Linked DNA regions of Mus musculus: region 2 is linked to region 1. A link is a contact called in public promoter capture Hi-C data. All regions are on one chromosome and are shown on one strand. The core of a region is the stretch at or near the end of the contact, and the rest is flanking DNA. Distances in the headings are between cores, read along the strand shown. Region 1 holds the start of Cyld (CYLD lysine 63 deubiquitinase). Region 2 has its middle 23 kb from the start of Gm19935.

Region 1 (5,559 bases), core at 1,218-3,717:
TTGCTCTCTTACTTTGCAGGAGCCCTTCTCAGGCTGCTTCGGAGTGCACCTCTCCCTTCTCAGAGTTCTTAGACTGTTCTTCTCCTAACTGTAACTGAGCTGTCAACACGGAACACGGAACACGGGGGGTGGGGGGTGGGGGGTGGGGGCAGTACTCTTCTCCCCTTCCCCAGGAAGGCAGATCAGGCATTCCTGTTCTCTACTTAGATGTGTTTCCTGGTAGCTGCTCAGCTACTTAACCTGATCTGCATGGAGCCAAGCCCAGGTTGGGTGGGACAGGCTGAGGGCAGGGAAGCAAGAGGTTATCAATGGGGTCTGGAGTCATCTGAAAAGATGGCTGGTAGAGTTTGCACTTGGGCTGGGCCTTACTTGAAGGGAAGATTGTGGAGGCCTAGGAAGCACTTTAGTCAGAGATACCACTTAAACTCAGGCGAAGAAACAGCTGTGTAACTGAGGGAAACTATTTTCCCTCTCTGGACCTTAATCTCCCTTCCATAAAACAAGACACCGGAAAGATGAAGAACTGCAAATAGTATCTAGTATGACAATAACATCATTTTTGTGTGTCAGACCATGGCGGCTATTTTATCTCTTGAGCCTGAACGCACAGCTTCAGCATCGTTCTAGGCAGCTCAGTTCTAGGCAGCCAGTACCGACTGACCTGGAATGGCGACTAAGAAGAGCCTGCAAGTAAGGTTTGGATGAGCTGGTGATCTTGGATGAAGTCAGGCCCTTATCCTGATTCAGTGAGCATGTGTCAGCGGGGGTGGGGGTGGGGATAAGTGAGGTACATGGTTACTGATAGTGCAGTGGCAAACCCTACTGAAGCAGAGCATTCAACTATACAAGATGTCACTATCAGAAAGGACATAAAGATGCTTCAGCCAGGAGCGGCAAATCACATCTCCAGGAGCCTAAGGACAATGAGCATGAGAGAAAGGATCTGAGGAGAGAAAACAGAGTGGGGGAAGGACTCTGACAATCTGGAGAAAATAAGTCTGCTTGACCCACTAAAAGATTCCCAAGTCTACTTCCTCAACTCTGTCCTCTTCCTTGTTGGATGGGGCCAAGCAAAATGTTCTCCCACACAGCCAGATTGGATCTCTGAATCATGCCAGTGTCATGGGAGAATCCAGATCTATAGGGGAATGTTGTTGTCTAAGGCCACTGTGTGTCACTATTGATTTATATCATGTGGCTAGAGCTTGGGAAATTGGGAACAGGATATATGTATACCAGTGAAAGACAGGAAAGAGTTGAGGCTTCAGTTTTCAGAAGATACCAATTTCATCATGGTTGATTTCAGCAGGGAGAGGAGTTGTGAGTTAATACTGTTAGCAATCACCCATGTGTCTGTCTGCTTCTGTGTTAGTGGTTTTCATTGTTTGGATTTTCAGAAACATGGTAGTCTTCACTGGGGAAATTTGTGTCATGATTAAACACACACACACACACACACACACACACACACACACACACACACACACACACCCCTCCTTCTCAGTATTAATCACCTTCTCCCATAATTAGTAGTTAAAATGTCAAAGGAGAAGGAATTAATTAAGAGAACTATCCAGTGAAGCAAGTCATGTGCTGCCAGGCTCTGGGGCTGATTATAAAAAGAGTTTCTTTAAATATTTTGAACACTTTTGGGAGTCAGAATCCTTCCGTCTAATTGAAAGATCCTTCATTATACCCTTAATTCTGGCTGGTGGCCAGGGATGCAGTCCCGGGTAAGGTAGAGGGTGGAAAGCCTTTCTTTATCCTTAGGAGACTCTCTCCACCCTTGGAGAGGATGGCCACAGAAGTTTAAAAAAACAGCAGGTGTCCCAGACGCCATCTGAGGACAGAAAGAGCTTCAGTTTGTACAGAGTCTACTGTTAGGAGATACTATATAGCATTTCACAATAATCCGGTAAAACAGGTGGTACTAACACCTCCGTTCTACAGACGAGGAAATTGAGGCTTAGGATGGTTGGGAGTTCCCCGTGTTACATGTTGACAAACTGAGAAAGAAAACATTGACTCTAGGTGTAATTCTAAGCTTTGTTCTTTCAATGGAATTCTGAAAATTATTCTCAGTTCTTCTCTGGATCGCTTCCCACCCTAGTTTTGACAGCTAAGCCAAGAGACAAGACCCGCGCAAGGAGGGTGGAGCTAAGAGCACAGCGCCCCGCCCAGGCGTGGTTTCAGCCAATGGTGACATGACACTGGCGGCCTTTCGCCCAATCAGCCATCGCTCCTCGCCCCCACCCTTTCTCCTCTGCCCCGCCCCTTCGCTTTCCCTTTGCCTCCACCGAGCTTGACCGAGCGGAAAGTCCCTTCAGCCAGCACCCTGCCAGCAGCCATTGGAGGAAGGTCTGTTACAAGAAAACCCAATCAGAGCGCACGCAGGGTCGGATCTCTGAATACGATTGGCTAGCGCGGCATCTACCCTCTCCGCCTCCGCTCCTCCCTCCCCGCGGGCAGTTCGGAGGCGGGGCAGGTGGGGGCGGGCCCAGGTAGCAGGTTCGGCTGCGCGGGGGCCCGCGCGCCTGAGGTAAATACTGGGGTGGTGGGTGTGGGGCGCCCGGCCGGCCCGGGACGCTGGTTCTGAAGCCCGGGGCTGCGGCGCTGAGCGGCGGCCGAGGCGGGTGAGTGTGCGCGGCCGCGCGGCTGACGCTAGGTCCCCAGTGTTCCTGCTCTGCCTCAGGCGCCCTGAAGCGCGGAGGCGACCGTCGGGCCTCAGCGCCCGCCCGTTAGCTGCCCCGGGCCGACGAGCTTCTGACGTCAACCGCGGTTGTCACCTCCAGCCTGCCCGAGGGCTCCCGACTCGCGGGACTCCTGCACCACAGGGCTTGGGTAGGAGCAGTGCAGGACTCCGTCTTTCTCTCTGGCCCGCCGTCGTGGACAGATGGGGAAACTGAGGCCGGGACCCTGCCTGGCTCCCAACGGCTGCAGGAGGCAGGGAGAATCTCGGGTTATGGTACCTCACGTCTGTGCTGTTTTGTGGGGTGTTGGTGGCTCCGCTCCCGGAAGAGCAGTCTGGCCTCGCTAATGGCGTGTTCTGCTTTTTCTTTCAGTTTCTCTGGTCTGGAGGGAGGGGGGAGGAGAGAGGATGGTTTTGCACAGTTGTGTAGTTGGAAGGTGCATCCTGTTGAGACAGGTACCTTGTTTTTCCTTTTATTATTATGGTCAGCCTTGGAGGAGACCGCCAAGTCGCGAATGATCATGGTCTGGAACTGAGTTCATCTGGGTCAGCTGCCAGGTTATTCATGTCCTTGGCATCTTTTTCTATTCCACCCCTTGGCATTTGCATGTTTTAGGGGTTTGTCATCCTCTAGCCACCAAGCCTTGCAATCTCCCAACCCCCACTATCCCCGCCACCTTCCTCTTTTTGATTTTCCCTGGAAAGTTGTCTCCTTAGAGGAGCATTCATTCATACCTTGCTGTGGTGTGTGTGTGTGTGTGTGTGTGTGTGTCTGTGTGTGTCTGTGTTGGGGCTAATCAGGGATTCCTAATAAGATTGCTCATTTTTGTAATCATTGGCTCCAGAGAAGAATGCAGGCATCAAGAGGGCGTGCATTCAAACATCAGTCTCTTGCACACCCCCTCATACCTCAAGTAGGTTGAATGGCCCCAAGAATTTAGCCTGCTGCTCCCCGCTGGGTAGTGGGTGGATTTGCACTAGAACAGTATTGAAGGAAAGTGATTTGCTGGAAATTCTTAGTGAAGTTCATGTAATTTGAATGTTGACAGTACCCAGAACATTCTCTAATGTTCTGCTGCAAAATTTTAAGGTATTCTTTAAAAAAAAAAAAAAAAGCCTTGTTTGGACTGGAAACTTTTGAGATGAGCTGATAAGACCAGGAACTTGTTATGTAAAAATGACATATTAAACAGAAGATACCTAAACTGTGGTTAAGTGATTTAAGGAAGTCTTTAATACATGAAGAAAGAGCAGTAATTATCCTGCCCATCAATCTATACTTAGTGTTTTGCTCCTGGTGTTTATACTGTCATCTTACATTTTTAGTTTCAAATGAAGCTCCAAACAACCTGGTTTCATAATTGTGACATTTCACCTTACTTGTTTCTACTTATATGGATAGTAGCATAGTATAAAATTGATTGTGATTTTTTTCCCCAGAGAATTAATGATATTTTAGGCAAACATCATGTTTCTCTATTTCTTGACTCTTATTTTTAACATAGTAGAAACTTCTGGTCACTTAAATAGGACAAGGAAATAGCATTTTGGCTTCCACCATTACAATCTAAGCTAATCAAGTTTTCTGGTCTAGTCCCTGGAAAGACAAGGAGTGGGGAAGTCACATTTTTAGAGCCCAGTGGTTAGGTTTAACTCACAAGAGACAGCATTGTTCCTGTCTTCCTGATGTGACTGCAGATGCAAGAGCCAGACTTTTTTTTTTTTTCCAGACTTTTTTATTAAATAAACCTTTTAAGTCCCACTTGGTTTTGTGACTGTATCCTCGTGTCACAAATTATTCTGGTCTTGAAATCTCTGTATTTCTATTTACTGTTTAGGCATGTAATGACTTGTTCTTTTAGTAAGAGTTGTTTTTTCTTAAGTTAGTCATTCTAACTGACTGAAAGCATTTGGAGAAGATGTGGCTCTTTTCTTGCATATCCATGCCAGCCTGCTTACCTCTTTACCATTTGTGATTTGAGCAGTATTTAGTATTGTAATTTCTATTGTGATTTAGAAAGCTTTCTGTGGTGTTTTAGAACAAGGAGGCTACCTCAGAAGAGCCAGATGTGATTGAATTACACCTGTCTTTGTGAGTGTCTTGGGGATGGTACATCTTGATCACTTGAGCATCCAGATGTTTTAGTCTAGAAAAATTACATTATCGCTTTTATGTAGCTGGTGACCATTCATATTGTGATTCTTAAAACCTGGTAATTCTGATCATTAATATTTGTTGTAGGACTTGCATCCTGTTCATCTTATCATTTCATTCACTGGAAATTGTTCAACATTTATTTTTTTAACCCTCATTTAGTTTAATAATTTTTATCTTAACATAATGGAACCCTCCTTTACTCAGCATTCAGGCCGACAACTTGCTCATAAGCAGATAGATTCTTTTTTGTTCCCTCGTCTCCAGTGTCCCCAAGAAAGGCCTCCTTTCATCTTTGTGTCATGCTGAACAGTTTGAGGCTACATTGTTGTGGTCCAGCTCTTTGATACTCTTCTTTCAGTATTTCAGTAATTAATCAAAATATACACAATTACTGTTACCCAGTCAGACATGGGACAATGTTTAGATGAGTTGTTCCTGATATATTCACCTTCACAATGATTCCATTTGCCAAGTAACTCGAGAGTATAGTTGAAAATCTCCCCCTTCATACTCTCTCTCTCCTCATTACTGTGAACTTGTTGTCTAATAGCAGTCATGACCTGCACTTAAAGCGGAAGCTGAATGGGTGGAAAGCAGACATCAGCCCTTAAAGTGTGTAGTTTTCAGGGTCTACTGACTGTATCAGAATATTGAACGTGATCTGGAAAAAGCTCACGATGTGATTTTGATGTTTCTCTTTGTAGAGTCTTGA
Region 2 (5,772 bases), core at 2,902-5,401, 2.1 Mb after region 1:
AACTCACAATGTAGACCAGGCTGGCCTTGAACTTAGAAATTTGCCTGTCTCTGCCTCCCAATTGCTGGAATTGAAGGCATGGGCCACCACGCCCGGCACTGAAGGCAGATTCTTAATTCAGGATTTGCAGTGAAGTAATTTGTGGAAAGTATGGAAGTTTTCCTCTCTCTCTCTCTCTCTCTCTCTCTCTCTCTCTCTCTCTCTCTCTCTCTCTCTCTCTCTCTCTCTCTCTCTTTCCCTCTCTCTCTCTCTCTCTCTCTCTCTCTCCCTCTCTCTCTCTCTTAGCTAACTCTCACTGTATAGTCCAGGATAGCCTTGAATAAGCAACTCTCCTGCATCTGCATTCCCAAGTGCTGGGATACCACTGGGTGCCACCACACTCAGCCACAGAGCATTTAAATATGCCACCAAGGCTGCACCAGGCACCTACAGGCTTGTTGGTTTGCTTGTTTGTTTTATTCCTGGGGGTGGGAGTGGGCAGTAAAACAGCATCTTGCTCTATGACTCAGGCAGGACTTACACTCTGGATCTCAACCTGATTTATGACAGCAACCAAATTACAGTTACGAAGTAGCAACAAAAGTAATTGTATGGCTGGGGTCACCACAACATGAAGAGCTGTATTAAAGGGTCTCTGCATTAGGAAGGTTGAGAACCACTGCTCTTGGTCTTCTGGCCTATGCCTCCTGCTTCATGGTTTTGTAGAACCAACAGGCCCTGCTCACCACTGGTTTGCCAAGCACTGCATAGCCATGGTCCACGGTGAACAGATACAAAAGAACCTTAGAGATTGCCAAGAGCTTTCCTCCTCATCCTGAAGGGCTAATCAGAGGAGGGAGGCTGGCCCCAGGAGTCAGTACAGGAGTCAGTACCCAGGACATCAAATTCTCAGATCAAAGACTCATTACCTTGAGGGGTGTCGTAGTCCAGGTTTTTGTTCCTGAAAAAAAAAATCATAACCAAGAAACAAGTTGGGGAGGAAAGGGTTTATTCAGCTTACACTTCCACATTGCTGTTCATCACAAAGGAAGCCAGGGCTGGAACTCAAGCAGGTCAGAAAGCAGGAGCCGATGCAGAGGCCATGGAGGGATGTTTCTTACTGGCTTGTTTCCCCTGGCTTGCTCAGCTTGCTTTCTTTTTTTTTTTTTTAATTTTTTTATTAGGTATTTTCCTCATTTACATTTCCAATGCTAGCCCAAAAGTCCCCCATACCCTCCCCCCCCCCACTCCCCTACCCACCCACTCCCACTTCTTGGCCCTGGCGTTCCCCTGTACTGAAGCATCTAAAGTTTGCAAGACCAATGGGCCTCTCTTTCCAATGATGGCCGACTAGGCCATCTTCTGATACATATGCAGCTAGAGACACGGGCTCTGGGGGGTACTGGTTAGTTTATATTGTTGTTCTACCTATAGGGTTGCAGACCCCTTTAGCTCCTTGGGTACTTTCTCTAGCTCCTCCACTGGGGGCCCTGTGATCCATCCAATAGCTGACTGTGAGCATCCACTTCTGTGTTTGCTAGGCCCCGGCATAGTCTCACAAGAGAGAGCTATATCTGGGTCCTTTCATCAGCTTGCTTTCTTATAGAACCCAAGACTACCAGTGCAGTGATGGCACCACCCACAATGGGCCCTCCCCGCTTGATCACTAATTGAGAAAATGCCTTACAGCTGGATCTCAAGGAGGCATTTCCTCAAGAGAGGCTCCTTTCTCTGTGATAACTCCAGCTTGTGCCAAGTTGACAGGAGGTGGGGAGGAGGAGGAGGAAGAGGAGGAAGAGGAGGGAGAGGAGGAGGAGGAGGGAGAGGAGGAGGAGGAGGAAGGGAAGAGGAGGAAGGGAAGAGGAGGAGAGGAGGAAGAGGAGGAGGAGGAAGAGGAGGACTTACTTTGGCTTATTGTCAGTTGCCAGTTCCAGAGAGTTTGGTCCATGATCTCTCAGATCCATTGCTTCAGTCATCGTATGCCGAGCTGATCACAGAAGGGCACTCTGCCTGCAATCCTCAAATTTGGAACCTGAAGCTGATGCAAGAGTTCCAGACCAACCTGGACTACATAACATAGCAAGACTGTGTCTGGAAAATAAAATAGCAGGGAGGAATGCAGCTCAGCAACTGAATATGCCTGACATGCACAAGGCCCTGGGTTTGATCCCCAGTGCCAAGGGAGGAAGGGAGGGGGAGGTGGGAGGGGCATTGAGCACAATTTGACACGGGAGAAAGGAAGTAGGCCCCCAGCTTCAGACTATAGATAGCTCTGAATCCTCAGTTTTTGCCTGTTCTTGAGAGCCAGTCTATGCAACTTCTAGGACGAGCGTCTTCTTGACATTCCTGAGTGTTCCTAAAATGGCTCATGCTTGCTATCCTGGCTGTGTCTGCTCAGCACAGTTAAGGAAGGTGACAACAAGCTGTCTCTCTGCACACGACACGAGGGATTACAAAGGAGACATCTTTGGCTTCTGGATTCCAGAGTTTTCTCCATGGCCCCAAAATCCCTGCTCTGAGAATGTGCAAGACATCCATGCTCAGGGCTGCCAGGCTGGCCTGCATCTCTTTGCCTCTCCTGCCCTCTAGTGGTCACTCCCCATGCTGATCTTTCCACACCATTTTTTTGCTACTGAGTTTTAAAATACAAAACCTGTAAAGAAAATTCTTGCAAATGTATCCAATGCTCAGTGGAACTTCATCTAGCTTTATATGTATTCGACATATCTATTTCTATATGTAGCTTTAAGATACCTTAAGGCTGGACTTATAGTTAAGTGATAGAGCACTTCCTTACCCAGCATACACAAGATCCCAGGTTTTATTCCCCCAGCACAATAATAATAAACTTACCTGTGCATTCATGTACCAGATGCCAATCCCACAAGCTAGGCCCTCTTCAGGAGAATCACAAGTTCAAGGCCAGTTTGGTCTATATAGCTAGTTCTAGGCTAGCTTGGACTTTAGAAGGAAAACCTAGTGTGTGTGTATGTGTGTGTGTGTGTGTGTGTGTGTGTGTGTGTGTGTGTGTGTGTGTGTGTGTGTGTGTGTGTGTGTGTGTTCTATTTTAAGTGTGTGTGTGTGTGTGTGTGTGTGCGTGTTCCATTTTAAGTATATTTTATAAACTTATTACATGTTATTATATTAACATATTATATATAAATAATAAGTTAAAATGTAGCTTTTATGTTCATGAAGCCCTAGCTAGAACGACTAAGAGTAAAAGTTCTAGTCAAATGTTCAGTGCAGTTGATGGTGCTGCAGAGGATACAGGGGATGCCCTAGAGCGTCCTGAAAGGCATCCTGGGAAAGTGAGAGTGAAAATATGAAGGGTGAGGGACCAGAGCTATGATGGCAAAAAGCCAGGGAGTTAGCAAGTCAAAACTTCTGTGTCCAGGGAGAGTAGGATGAGCTTGAAGAAGGGAACATAGAGCTGTGTGGCTGGAATGTCAAACACTGGAGCCTGGGATGGTGGGAATACAGACGGGAGGACTACACGGTGGTCTTCGTGTGAATCTTTGTCTTTATTAAGATGAACCGTTCATTCTCCCTTTCCTCTCTCCCTTCCTAGCCCCCTCCTTCTTCCTGTCTTCCCTTCCTCACTCTTCTTCCTTTCTCCTTCCTTCTTTGCTTCCGGTTGTAAACCCTGGCTGCCCCTTGGGACCATCTAGTCAAAACCTCAGCCAGCAAGATCATTAGGGCTAGGATGAGCATCTCTGGTTTTTAAGGTCTCCCTGGGTGATTCCAGTGTGTGGCTCCAGGAGAAGCCTCCTGGAGACCTAAGAAAGCCTGAATTGTTCGCTTGCCTTTTCCTCCCTCTAGTGACTGTTCTGTGCTCCTAAATCTGCTCTAAACCTGCAGGCAGATGTTACCTCCAAGAAGGTAAATTCTCCTGCCTGACTCTCCACCAGATAGTTGAAGTTTTGAAACAGCGCCCAGGGTGCTGGAAACCCTCAGACCCCAGCCATCAAAGACCTGCGTGGAGGACAGGGAGCTGTGTATACAAATATGTCCAGCCCGGAAGAAACTAAAAACCCTACAGCCTTTCACTCTTTTTACCCTGCCCCTGGAGGAAGCAGGGCCAGCCCCGCCCACACTTCCTTCTCCCCACCGCACCCCACCCCCACCATCCCTTGCCTCTGTTCCATTCTGTCCCCTAGGTGGTGCCAAAGAGCAGTGAGCCTGTTTTCTGTTTTGTTGTACTTTGATCAAGATTAGATCTCTGTTTTGAAAAAGCCCCACTACCGGCAGGTGGAAGAGGGTTTGAAACTGGACCATAGCATCAGAGGAGAGCAGGTCAAAGCCATTAGTAACGCAATTCTGGTGCGAGGTGATGGTGTCATGGCCGCTCTGACTGTAGCAGAAAAAGAAGAGTCACATTGTAGAGAGTGTTGGCTTCCTGTTGGCTTGCACACAGCAGCCAGCTCAGAGAGGAGAGGGATGCGTCAGGGATGTTTTTAGATTCTTGTTTGAATAAACAGATGGGTGTTGGAGTCAGTTCCTGGGGCAGGGAACAGAGGAGCAGATTTCAGGGGTGGAAAATAAGAAAAGTACCAGGGTGGTTATGAACAAATTCAGGATAATGGGCTACAAGAGCCAGGTCACTGTACTCATTTGTGCAGTAAATAATCCAGGCGTGACGGCAGGTGCCTGGAATACCGTGCTTAGGAGAGATGGAGGCAGGGAAACCTAGCTCAAGTTCATCCTTGGATATATAAGGAAGCTTGAGCTAGAGACCTTGTTTCAAAAACACACGCATCCTCACATGGATACACACATTTTCAGCCCTTCGTAATTATCAGGCACAGATTTAAGCTTTTCTCCTTCGAGAAGTTAGACTGGAGCTCGTCCTCTGGTCTCTGGGTAGGACCCTGCCTTACTTCTGCCAGTTGAAAATCCAACAAGGATTTAGCCAGTTCATTCTCAGAGCTGACCACACAGGAGGCACAAAAACCACAATGTTCCTCTTGACTTAAAGAGTTTGTGTCTCTGGGGAGTTTGTATGTTTCTCTTGCCTTCCTGGCCTCAAGTTTATAATCCTCCTGCCTTAAGTCTTTCCAAGTGGTAGGATTACAGAACACCAAGCTTGGCAGAAGATTCCATTTCTGACCTGCTTTTCTGACCTTGACAAAGTAAACTTTTTCTGAAAGTTAAAAAAACAAACAAAACAAAACAACTGGAACCTAGAAACCACATTCACCTGGGACATGACAGTAAAACTGTTCAGGTCTGAAGAAAGGAAACCCACTGTCCTGTTGTCTCATCCATGAACCACAGGAAATATTTCTCCCTGTAAGTCACAGACCTTAACACAAAAGGGCTTTGAGACAGAAAGGACAGTGGGCTTCATCTCAGCACTTTGGAAGTGACAACAGAAGGAGAGTAAGTTCCAGGCTAGCCTGCTGTACGGAGGAAGACTGTCTAAAACTAAAAAAGACAGGAAGGAAATAAAGTACTGTGAGTAACTGAAGAAGAGAAAGTTCTTGGAGTCCCTGAGCAGCAAAGTCAAAGAGCCAGAAAGGCAAAGAGGAATCAATAGAAACCATCTAGCCAGTCTTTCCCAGAGTGATTTCCTTGGAACACTGCCTCCTAAAGAATACAGAAATTTAAGTGCTGTTTGATATCAGGATTTTAAAAGGTTGGAAAGCCACCTGTGGTTTGTCGAACCTCTTAGAACTTCAAAGTATATACATAGACATTAAATATCAAAAATTTGCTAATGAACCTCCTTACATTCTATGGACCATATATGGCCAAACTCACTTGACCATCTATCTAATACTATCCTTTTAA

The links. Promoter capture Hi-C pulls out the DNA fragments that hold promoters and counts their contacts.
Region 2: a contact with region 1 is called in a promoter capture Hi-C map of pre-B cells, with 5 times the contacts expected there. The contact joins the enhancer-like site here to the promoter of Cyld in region 1. A contact is called at or near these places in 8 of 39 promoter capture datasets (the 3T3-L1 cell line, the C10 cell line, hippocampal neurons and 4 more) and 2 of 115 datasets of contacts at active chromatin or transcription factors (astrocytes and regulatory T cell precursor).

Annotation. Positions count from the first base shown.
Region 1 is chr8:88,694,561-88,700,119 of GRCm38.p6, forward strand. It overlaps Cyld (CYLD lysine 63 deubiquitinase), which reads left to right and starts at 2,468. Exons shown (of 17, transcript NM_173369.3): 1 at 2,468-2,539.
Region 2 is chr8:90,791,395-90,797,166 of GRCm38.p6, forward strand. No RefSeq gene overlaps it. Among named protein-coding and RNA genes, the nearest start is that of Gm19935, 23 kb to the right of the region's middle. Within about 2 kb of position 4,152, at least 177 of the 459 cell types and tissues checked have an H3K27ac peak or open chromatin away from gene starts, as enhancers often do. A contact at or near this core is called in hippocampal neurons, liver, pre-B cells and 2 more, where this site is marked.